Regions from separate parts of the Sus scrofa genome. Here region 2 is linked to region 1. The links are chromatin contacts, called in public HiChIP or PLAC-seq maps. All regions are on one chromosome and are shown on one strand. Each heading gives the region's core, a stretch centred on a gene start, on an enhancer-like site or on the middle of the called end of the contact. The rest is flanking DNA. Distances are from core to core; before and after follow the strand shown. Region 1 overlaps MLXIP (MLX-interacting protein). Region 2 overlaps BCL7A (B-cell CLL/lymphoma 7 protein family member A).

The links. HiChIP or PLAC-seq counts read pairs in DNA pulled down with a chosen protein or histone mark.
Region 2: a contact with region 1 is called in an H3K27ac HiChIP or PLAC-seq map of skeletal muscle. The contact joins two enhancer-like sites. A contact is called at or near these places in 1 of 5 promoter capture datasets (liver), 34 of 47 Hi-C or Micro-C datasets (adipose tissue, alveolar macrophages, blood and 16 more) and 2 of 2 datasets of contacts at active chromatin or transcription factors (alveolar macrophages and skeletal muscle).

The regions. Positions count from the first base shown.
Region 1 is chr14:30,589,585-30,595,211 of Sscrofa11.1, reverse strand. It overlaps MLXIP (MLX-interacting protein), which reads left to right. Exons shown (of 17, transcript XM_021073760.1): 2 at 3,380-3,486; 3 at 4,204-4,289; 4 at 5,516-5,605. Among named protein-coding and RNA genes, the nearest start is that of IL31, 39 kb to the right of the region's middle. Within about 2 kb of position 3,466, at least 7 of the 83 cell types and tissues checked have an H3K27ac peak or open chromatin away from gene starts, as enhancers often do. A contact at or near this core is called in adipose tissue, omental adipose tissue and skeletal muscle, where this site is marked.
Region 2 is chr14:30,673,992-30,679,556 of Sscrofa11.1, reverse strand. All of the region lies in intron 4 of BCL7A (B-cell CLL/lymphoma 7 protein family member A), which reads left to right. Among named protein-coding and RNA genes, the nearest start is that of BCL7A, 23 kb to the left of the region's middle. Within about 2 kb of position 4,151, at least 26 of the 83 cell types and tissues checked have an H3K27ac peak or open chromatin away from gene starts, as enhancers often do. A contact at or near this core is called in adipose tissue, omental adipose tissue and skeletal muscle, where this site is marked.

The DNA of each region.
Region 1 (5,627 bases), core at 2,217-4,716:
GAAATGTGTCCAGAGTTCTCCCAGCTGTCCGTTTTGCCCAGTAATCAATCCCTCTATGCCAGAGGGCTGCTGTGTTGCTTCTTCAGACCTGGTGTTGACATTGCTGTGGGGGAGGGCCGTGCAACACCCTAAGGGGTCCTGGACACTCTTCTTTCACTCTCCCCACCTCCAGGCGGTTCAGGTTTTGGTTTTGGTTTCAGACTGACTTCTCAGTGTTGGTTGAGCGCCGCCTGTTGGCTGTTGGGATATTATGGACCTAGGGTGACAGGTGATAGCAATTGGACATAAACACTGAGCAAGAGGGAAATAGCCCAGCAGCTGAGCGGGAAGATGAGAAGCCAGAACTCTACCCTCTCAGATTTGACTTCTGGTGTCCAAGGTCTGATCACTCTCTGCATCTCCCAGTCCCTCTGTGGTGAGTAATTAAGCTGTCAGCACAATCTGACTCCTCTTATGCTCCCAGCAGCCACTTTGTCTTGCGTAACAAAGCAGGAGTAAGGGTGGGTTTATATTTGAGCCCAGTGGTTAGTGCTTAATAGAACATGCAGGACAGCAAAGGCTCTCCTCCCGGGGGTCCTCCTTTTCCATCCTGTCCCTTCTGCTTCTGTCCCCTGCTGCCACCTCTGCAGATTCTGGGCCTGCTGACCATACAGAGAAGGTGGTGTTTGAATTCTGGCCTTCAATGCAAGGAATTTGTTAGTTATAGAAAAGGTTTTTTCCCTTAAGGAAATAAAAAGATAGGGAGAGTTTCCTGTTTTGTTTTTTCCTAGAACCCCCTGCCATGTTGCTAAAAGATCTGGCAGAGGACAAGAAGGGGGGTGGTTTTGCCCAGAGGAGGGGCCTGATGCACTCTGGTGTTTACCCTGCTCTCTAGCCTGGCCTAGAAGCACCCCTGCCCTCAGGCCCTGACCAAGCTGGGTGTTTTCCACACCTTGACCCAGCCTGTCTTGCCCACCTCAGAGCCAGGCAGAAAGACCAGTATAGACCTCTCCCCCTCTCCTTGGTTTAGCCGAAGTTTCCTTATCCTCTAGGCCTCAGCTTAGACATCATCTCTTCCAGAAGGCGTCTCATGACTGCTCAGACAGGGTTAGTTAGTCCAGCTTTGTTCCCATAGCCCTTGGCTCCTGTTCGAGACACTCAGCTCATAGGCAGGACTTCCCCTCAGCAACTCACACACTCCATGGGAGCTGGGACCTCTCCACCTCCTCGTGCTCTCTCTCCTCCGCTCCTAGTGTGTTCATGACACACAATAGGTGCTCAAAGCTTATTAAATGGGTAGGTGGAGTTCCTGTCATGGTTTAGCAGTAGTGAACCTGACTAGTATCCATGAGGACTTGGGTTTGATCCCTGGCCTGCCTCAGTGGGTGAAGGATCTGGTGTTGCTGTGAGTTGTGGTGTAGGTCACAGAGGTGACTCGGATTCTGCATTTCAGTGGCTGCAGCTGTAGCTCCAGTTTGATTCCTAGCCTGGGAACTTACATATGCAGCAGGTGTGGCCCTAAAAAGACAAAAAAAAAAAAAAAAAAAAGGTGGACCCAGGCTCTGCCTTCAAGGCACTAAAGTAGCCAGTGGCTCTGCAGCTGCATGGAAGTCAGGGCTGGCCTTTGGTCATGTCTCTGTTTGCTGGTATCAAGAGGCATGTAGGTGCACCTTTTCCTCCTATGGAGGAAGCAGAGCCCCAGGAGTTTGGCAGACAAAAAGAAAGGACTTTTCAAGTTAAGAGGTGTTAAAAACCAGGCCTTTAGGAGTTCCCTGGTGGCCTAGTAGTTAAAGGTTTGGCATTGTCACTCCTGTGGCTCAGGTTCCATCTGTGGGATCTTCTGCATGTGGGTATGCCCCTCCCCCAAAAAAAACCCGGGCCTTTCAATAATAACTTAAATCCATATCATTGAGGCGGTTATTAATATGTCACATTGATATTTTACTTTAGGGTTTACCTGTCCTATTGTGTCTAAGAATGTGTATGTTGTCTGTATGTCTATGTATGTCTGTACACGCGTGTGTTTTTTTGATCCTTGTGAATTTAATCCTTCGTGTTTAATCCTGTATATTTAATCCTGTGTGTGTGTTTATACATTTAATCCCTGTTAAAACACTCTGGAGACAGTGGTATTATTGTGATTTTACCCAGGAAACTGGGGTGTCTGAGAAGTTAAGTGACTGTGGAAATTAATGGCTAGTATGAGGTTATGCTATAGAGGTTCCAAAGCAGGCTGCTGGCTGTTGAACTTGGGATGACAGCTGATGTGTAGAAGTACCTTTAGTGGCAGTGCAGTGGGAGGAGGAAGGTGTGTGACTAAGGAGCCCCTGACCCTGTGAGCTGAGGCTGCTATTGTCTGTCCCTCAAATTCCCTGAAGATTTGCTGTGACATTTTCTTTGGGGGATGCTCACAACCCTCTGGCCTGTAATCCAAAGCCTGGCCTGGTGTTGGGTTTTGGGAACAGAGGGTGGATGGGCATGAGGTTTGCGGGGTGCAGAGCAAGGAGCTTTTTGCTTTATAAACCAGGTGTTCAGGTTGAGGGAGTGTTTGTTGTTTGGGTGCTGTCTTTGAAGACTAGCTGTTGTGACTGCTGGCATACCACTGCTTGTCACGTGGAATTTCTGAATGGGTTTGGAGAAGGGGCAGGGCTGTGGCCTGAAGTGATGTAGAACCCACAGAACCCCCTTTGGTATGGGCCAGAAATAGTGCCTTGCCCATCTCAAACCATCTGAGAAAGAGAAGCCCTAGGCCACCTGCTCAAGGAGGCTCCAGGCACAGCCCTTGGAAAGCTAAACTGAGAAGGCTGTGCCACCAGGGAGCATTCCTTGCCTGCTCTCAGCTTTGTGTGCAAGGGCTCTTTTTTTGGTCTTTTTAGGGCCGCATCTGAGGCATATGGAGGTTCCCAGGCTAGGGGTTGAATCAGAACGGTTGCTGCCGGCCTACACCACAGCCAGAGCAAGGCAGGATCCGAGCCTCCTCTGCGACCTACATCACAGCTCATGGCAACTCCAGATCCTTAACCCACTGAGCAGGGCCAGGGATTGAACACACAACCTCACGGTTCCTAGTCAGATTCCTTTCCACTGTGCCACGACGAGAGCTCCACAATTATGGAAAATTTTAAACATACTCAAAAGTGGACAGACTAGGATAGTGAACCCTCTCCAGCAATTACAAACCTATGGCCAGTCCTGCTCCCTCCATACCCAACACCATGGCCCCCATCCATATCACTTTGAAGAAATCCCAAAGTACCTTGTATATTCTTTGAAGCCTAGCTTGTGGCTTGCAATGGTTTAATCCACAATTTTGAGACCTGGAATGATAGGGTGGTACTTTTTTATTTCATTTCATTTTCAGAGAAACCACTAAGTGTCCCCTCTTCCTTTTACCTTTCAGTGGCAAGTTGGTGTCTCCAAAGTGGAAGAATTTCAAGGGCCTGAAGCTCCAGTGGAGAGACAAGATCCGGCTCAACAACGCCATCTGGCGGGCATGGTACATGCAGTGTAAGTGCCATGTGGCTGGGCAGGAGGCCCTCCAGGTTCTGCCATCCAGAGGCCTCTGCACTTCCGGGCCCCGGAGCCTGCTTTTGGAACATTGTGTGTCAGACAGAAGTTTCTCGGGCAGTCTGCAGGATAGGAAAACCAAGCCAAATCCCAGTGAACTGGACACTTAACCACCATCAGCAGAGTCAGGCGTCTGTCATGAAGGTGCCCATAGTCTGCAGGAGGCAGAAGCTTTAGCCAGTTGCTCTCACCCTAACATGCTCACTGTGACAAAAGCCAATGTTTTAAAGGCAGAAGAGGAGGGTGGGGTTTGTCCTTTGCTGGGACGTCAGGGTGGGTGACTTTTGGAGAGTCAGGGAACAGTTCCTATTTTTCAGCCGATCTAAGAGGATGCAGGCCCAGGCCGTGCTTTGTGTCCAGCTGGCTTGGGTGCCGGGGGACAGGTGACCTCTGCAGCAGGTGAGCGTGCTTAGGGTCCCCTTGGTTCAGGCTGGTGCTCCTCTTGATCAGCCAGACTCCATTTCTTGCCCACACATCACTGACAGATTCCTTTCCTCTGACCTGGACCCCTTTACTTCCCTGAAATCTCATTTTCTGAGGGAAGGAGAAGGAAAAAACCCTTGGAAGGGGCTCCCTGAGGGTGAGGTGTGGACAGAAGGGGCAAGGCTCTTGTAGGGGTCTCAGCCATAGTGACAAGGTCTCACTGCTCACCTCCAGATTTGGAAAAGCGCAAGAATCCCGTGTGTCACTTTGTCACTCCGCTGGATGGCTCTGTGGAAGTGGATGAGCACCGCCGGCCAGAGGTACTTGGCTCATGACACGCCCTCACTCAAGAGGAGGTGACTCACATGGTGGGATGAGGCTGGGTCCTGCAGAGGGAGGCTGGCAGCTGTTGTGACCCCCGAGAAGTGACGGTGATACGGGGGAGGCAGGTGGCCCCTGACACCCCCCCCAGAGTCTCCCCCTTCTCAGACCCGGGGACCAACCCTCTCCTTCCCTCTAACATCATGACTCCTTAGAAGCAGAGCTCTGTAACCATTAAAGAAGGGCCCCAAGATCTTCATATGCTGAGGGGGGAAGATGTTGAAAAGATAGTAAATGGAAAAAAGCAAGTAGCACAGCAGTATTTTAGTGTCTTTAGGTTAGTTTTTTAAAGCGTGTGCCTGTGTGATTACACGTATGTATAGGAAGTGTCTCAAAGGCTGTGCAGAAATCTTGTACTCGTGGGATTAGAGTGAGGAGGACGGAAGACTCTTTCACACTACACTCTTTTGCATCATTTTAGTTTTGTCCCAGCATGTCTCACGGTTACAACGAAAGGGGGAAAACTTGGAAAGTAACGTACTGCACGGTGGTTTGGAGCCGTGGAATGTGATCTGGTGCTGGATGGCACTAAGGAATAACACTCTTTTAGGCCTGGTAATAACAGTGTATTATTCACTGTGAGACACAGTGAAGTATTTTTAGGTGAAATTGTATGGGATTATGATAGGATATCTGAGACTTGTGTTAATATTCTCCAGCCATTAAAGAAAAAAGGAATCTGAAAGTGACGTGGGCTCCTGGAGGATCTTCAAGGATATCCTGGTCAGGGCCCCCGTCCTGCATAATGGGAAGGTTATGCTAGATCTTGGAGGTCACTTTCCACCTGAAAGTTCTGGGACTAGCTATTCATTGTCACCCTTTGGAAACATGGCAGAGGCCATGGGCCTTGGAGAGCCAGGCTGGTCTCTGTAATTTCCTCTGGCACCAGGAACTCTGTTGTCCCTGCTTCAGACCCACCCCTGGGCCCCGGGTCCCCAAATCCCCTAGGTTTTCGTAGGTCGTGAAATGAAAGCCCACATTCTCTCAGAGGCCAGCTGGGCATAGCAGAGATGGGCCGCACTCTGAATGAGGCCTTAGGCCCACAGTGGGGCTCTGGGAACTGGATTGCCTGGGCCGGCCTTCCAGAGCCAAGCACGCGCTTGTTTGTAGGGGGCTCTGCTGGTGAACCCCTGCCTGTTCACTCCCCCCTGTGTCTCTCTCACAGGCTATCACCACCGAGGGGAAGTACTGGAAGAGCCGCATTGAGATCGTGATCCGAGAGTATCACAAGTGGAGAACCTACTTCAAGAAAAGGGTATCCAACTTGGGCTCCTGAG
Region 2 (5,565 bases), core at 2,902-5,401, 84 kb before region 1:
GGATCTGGCATTTATGGCTGTGGCGTAGGCCGGCAGCTATAGCTCCAATTGGACCCCTAGCCTGGGAACCTCCATATGCTATGGGTTCAGCCCTAAAAAGCAAAAATAAAAATAAAAATAAAATTTTAAAAAATAAAAAAATTTCAATATATAGAAAAATTGAAAGAATGGTATAATACTATCCTGTATATATACTAATTTGGCAATTTTTTTTCTTGTTTTTTTTGGCCACACCCATGTCATACAGAATTTCCCAGGCCAGGGATCCAATCCAAGCCACAGCCATATCTGCCAGCCATGGCAATGCCACAGCCATGCAGGGCTGGGAATTGAACCTGTGCCTCCACAGGGACCCGAGCCATTGAAGAGATAATGCTGCATGCTTAACCCACTATACCACAGTGGGACCATCAGTTTTTGTTTGTTTGTTTGTTTTTGCTTTGTAAGGCCACACCTGAGGCATAAGGAAGTTCCCAGGCTAGAGGTTGGATTGGAGTTGCAGCTGCCACACTGAATCTGAGCCATGTCTGTGACATACACCATAACTCACGGCAATGCTGGATCCCTGATCTGCCGACCGAGGCCAGAGATCGTACCTGCCTGGTCATGGTTACTAGTCGGATTTGTTTCCACTGGGCCATAATGGGAAATCCCTCAGTTGTTAATGTTTAATGTTTTGGGGGGTTTATTTTTTGCTGGGGCAGTTATTTGGGGTTTTTTTGTTTTTTGTTTTGCTTTGCCTAGAAACATTTTTGGGGTGCCTTTTGACATTGAGTTGTAGATTTTATGACATTTTGTCTGTAAACAACATGCTTCTTTTAAAAATATGGACATTCTCTGGAGTTCTCACTGTGGTACAGTGGATTAAGAATACAACTGCAGCAGCTAGGTCGCTCTGGAGGCTCAGGTTTGATCCTGGGCCCTGTGCAGTGGGTTAAAGGATCTGACACTGCTGCACCTGTGGTGTAGGTCACAGCTGCAGCTTGGATTCAGTTCCTGGCCCAGGAACTTCCATATACTGAGGGTACAGCCTTTTTTTTTTTTTTTCCTTGTCTTTTTTTGTCTTTTTAGGGCCGCACCCTCAGCATATGGAGGTCTCCAGGCTAGGGGTCTAATCGGAGCTGTAGCTGCCAGCCTACACCACAGCCACAGCAACGCCAGATCTGAGCCACATCTGCGACCTACACCACAGCTCATGGCAATGCCAGATCCTTAACCCACTGAGTGGGGCCAGGGACTGAACCTGAAACCTCATAGTTCCTAGTTGGATTCGTTTCCGCTGTGCCATGATGGGAACTCCAGGGTATAGCCATTAAAAAAAAAAAAAAAAAAAAAAAAAAAAGGAGTTCCTATTGTGGCTCAGTGGTAACGAACCCAACTGGTATCCATGAGGACGCAGGTTCAATCCCTGGCCTCACTCAGTGGGTTCAGGATCCAGTGTTGCCGTGAGCTTCAGTGTACATCAAAGACGTGGCTCGAATCTGGCATTGCTGTGGCTGTAGTGTAGGCTGGCAACTGCAGCTCCGATTCGACTCCTAGCCTGAGAGCCTCCACATGCCATGGACATGGCCCTAAAAAGACAAAAAAACGAAAGGATGTTCTCTTACATAACACAAATACCATTATTGCATCTAAGAAAATGAATGACAGTTCCTGATTGTCTCATGTGACAGTGTGTATTGAGGGAGAGGTGAGAGTGTGTTGAGTGTGTGATGAGTGTGATGATAGTGCCCATCATCTGAGGAGAGAGAGGTGGAGGAGCAGGGCAGACACCTGGGTGCAGAGTTGGGGGTCCAGGGAGAGGTCATTACAGTGAGGTCGGCGCTGGCCCGAAGCCCAGGCTTCCTGGTGCTTAGTGGGGGCATGCATCTCTTGGGGAGGAAGGCCGTCCCATGTTGCAGAGTCCGTTCACATCCCGTTCCACTCCCTTCCACACCACGTTACCTGTATCAGCCCCACGCAGGGCTCCGTGCCAGTCCCAGGCCCCCGTCACAGCTGAGTCCTGTCCTGACCCTTAAGAACTCACAGGCAGGACAAGCACTGAAGCTGAGAGTTAGAGTCTACAGATAGGCCGCAGCCAGACTAGATCTAGCATGTGGTGTGCGGGTGTGACCACAGATCCCCGTGGTGTTTTCATTTTTAATTGGAACTTGATGCCAGAATTTAAAAATTGAGCAATTTCACTTAAAAAAAAAAAAAAGGATCAATTTCTAGCTTCTCTTGAGAAATGGGAAGATCTGGCAATACTGGACCTGCATTTCCACTGAGCAGCAACCAGCTAGCGCAGACACAGGGCTACCCCTCCAGGGAGGGTCAAGAGGGCCTGGGTTCACCAGTTAGCACACCCCCTACCACTCCCTCTTGTCTCCCTGACGCTGAGGCCAGAGGCACTTGCCGTGTATTACCCCATGATCACTCTTGTTTTTCTTACTATAAATTCAAAAGGAAAGTTAATATGTTTCTTGAACCTTTTTCTGTACTAAGGGGAAAAGTAAAAGGCTGAGAGGGCTGGGGGAATGCCCATTTCTTTGAGGAAGAGGTGAAAGATTGCTTTAGATTTTCTTTACAAATGTTATTTGTGTCTGAATTAAACAGCCCACTTGACTCATTTGCCTGGCGTTGCCTGGCATCTAAGGGGACTTTTGAGTTCATGGTCAGATGCAGTAAGGGAAGGGAGCCTGGAAGACTCCCTGGAGGAGGTGCTATCTGACTTGGGCCTAAAGGATGAGCAGAGGTAGGAGGGGACCAAGCAACCCAGGCAGAAGGGACCACAGGACAGTGCCTGGGAATGTGCAGGGGAAGGTACCCTAGGTGCCAGGAGGACCTCTGGGTGGGGAACAATCATGAATTAGGGTATGGACTGAAGCGCCCCACCCCCAGCTCTCCAGCGTCGTTTTCCCCCCACCCCCCCGGAGGAGGACCACTGTGAAGTCTGTTTTGTGGCCTTCCAGATGTATCTAGAAGCATCTATATGAGATGATAACCTCCCTTTTGAGAACAGTTTCACTTAACAGTCACCATGGAGATAGTTCCATGTTAGGACATACAGGTCTGTCTCATTTTCTTTACCAGCTTATCATTCAGTGACATGAATGTGCCCTGGTTTATTGAAATAGTCCCCATGTTGGCGGTCATTCAGGTTGCTCTTTTTCCTACACAAATGGTGCCACAGGATGTCCCACACACGTGTCTCTTTGCTCTGGCGAGAGTGGGTCTGCAGGACACGGCCCTGGAAGCGGGCTGCGGAGACAGGGCCTGCGGGTCTGGAGTGGCTGTAGGCCCTGCAGGGTCCTCCCCCAGAGCAGGGCCTTGTGGCCGGAACTGTGGTGTAGGTCTAAGACGCTGCTGGGATCTGGCTCTGCTGTGACTGTGGCCCTAGCCTGGGAACCTCCATATGCCACACCTGAGACTCTAAAAAAAGAAATGTTTCCAGATGGGGCCAAATGTCCCCTGGGAGAGCATGGGACAAAGTCACACCCCTCTCCCCATCGAGAACCCTGACCAGCCTGGTAAGGTGGCTCTGTGGGTGGAAGCAGTGGAGCTGGGGGCTGGGACCTGGCTGGGACACAGGATGAGCTGGTCACGTCCGGGCTGACCCTTGCCTGCTGTATGGCCTCAGTCCGGCAGTGTCACCTCCTGAGCGCCTTCCTATTTCCTCTTCATTCATAAAATGAGACAGAAGTTGTCAGGTCACACTGCAGGAGAGGACAGGGCAGGAAAGGGCGGGGTACTGGCAGGGCTGGTGGGGGAGGGGCACCTTCTCCACCCTTCCATGGGGGGTGGCTGGGAGTCAAGGGCAGGGCCATGTGGGGCCAGGTGAGGGCCACGTCCTGGCTTCTACCTGGCCTCCTTGTTTCTGGCCACGGCCTCGTTTCTCCCATGTTCCAGGTCTGAGGCTCCTTCTCTCTGAAAGGCCAGTTAGTTCAGCTGGGCTGCAGGAATGACGCCTTGGGTCAGTGCTTCCTCATCCGCCACATTTGATACCTAACCCCCCACCCACCCCAGGCCAAGGTGGGCCCCTCATCACGGTCCCCTTCCAGCTACCCCAGGCCTCCGGGCTGGCACAGTTGCCCAGCCTTGCCCAGGCAGGAGCGTCCCACGGGAAGGGCAGAGGCAGACCCCCCACCTTCCAGGTGGGCACCTGGCCTACATGCAGCACAGGGCAGGTTCGTCACCAGCTGGTGACCTTGCTCTGAACTTGTTTACTGCTGAGTGAGTTCAGGGAATGACATAATGTCCAAACTCCCTGGACTAAATTTAGGCCCTAGGAAAATAATTTCCCCTGGGTGAGTTCCAGTGCTGTTGCGCTAAGAGAATCAGGCTGCCATGCCGAGGCCTTGAACATTCCACCAGAAATAACCATTTTATTTATTTAGTTAGTTAGTTTTTAGCTCATAAAGGTCTGACATTAGCCTAAGAGTCTTTTTTTCCTTTCCTTTTTTTTTAAAAAGGGCCTGAAACTGCAGCATATGGAAGTTCCCAGGCTAGAGTTTGAATGGGAGCTGCAGCCACTGGCCTACACCACAGCCTTGGCAGTGTCAGATCTGAGCTGCATCTGGGACCTACGCCACAGTTTGTGGCAATGCCACATCCTTAGCCCACTGAGCAAGGTCAGGGATCAAACCTGCAACCTCAGGGTTCTTAGTCGGATTCGTTAACCACTGAGCCACGATGGGAACTCCTGAAATGGAGACTTTTTTTTTTTCTTTTTTCGTCTTTTTGGGGCTGCATCCGTGACATATGGAGGTTCCCAGGCTAGGGATCTAATTGAAGCTATAGCTGCCAGCCTACGCCAGAGCCACAGCAACACCAGATCTGGGCTGTGTCTGCGATCGTACAACACAGCTCATGGAAATACCACGGCTCACGGCAATGCCAGATCTATAACCCACTGAGCAAGGCCAGGGATCGAACCTGCAACCTCATGGTTCCTAGTTGGATTCGTTTCCGCTGCGCCACGATGGGAACTCCTCAAAAGTAACCATTTTAAAATGAACAACCCAGTGGCATTTAGCACATTCATAATGTTGCACAGCCATCACCTCTGTCTAGTTCCCAAACATTCTCATCACCCTAAAAAGAAACCCCACACCCTTTAGCTGTCACTCCCCATTCCTCCAGCCCCTGGACCACTAATCTGTGCTTCTGTCTCTATGGCTTTGTCTTTTTGCACATTTCACATAGCTGGAGTCATGCACTAGTTGGCCTTTTTTGTCTGGCTTCTCTCACTCAACATCCTGTGTTCAAGGTTCACCCGCACTGTAGCCTTTTTTGTCTGGCTTCTCTCACTCAACATCCTGTGTTCAAGGTTCACCCGCACTGTAGCCTGTAATAGTGCCTCTTTCCTTGTTACGGTTGAGTCATATTCCATGTGTGGAGGGACCACGTTTTGTGTAGCCATCCGTCTGTTATTTGACATCTGGGCTGTGGCATCTTTCAGCCATTGTGAGCAGTGCTGCTGGGGACATTTGTGTTCAAGTATCAGCTGGGGGACCTGTTTTTCATTCTTGTGGGTCTGTCCCTAGAAGTGGGATTGCTGGGTTGAAGGGAATTCTGTGTTTAACT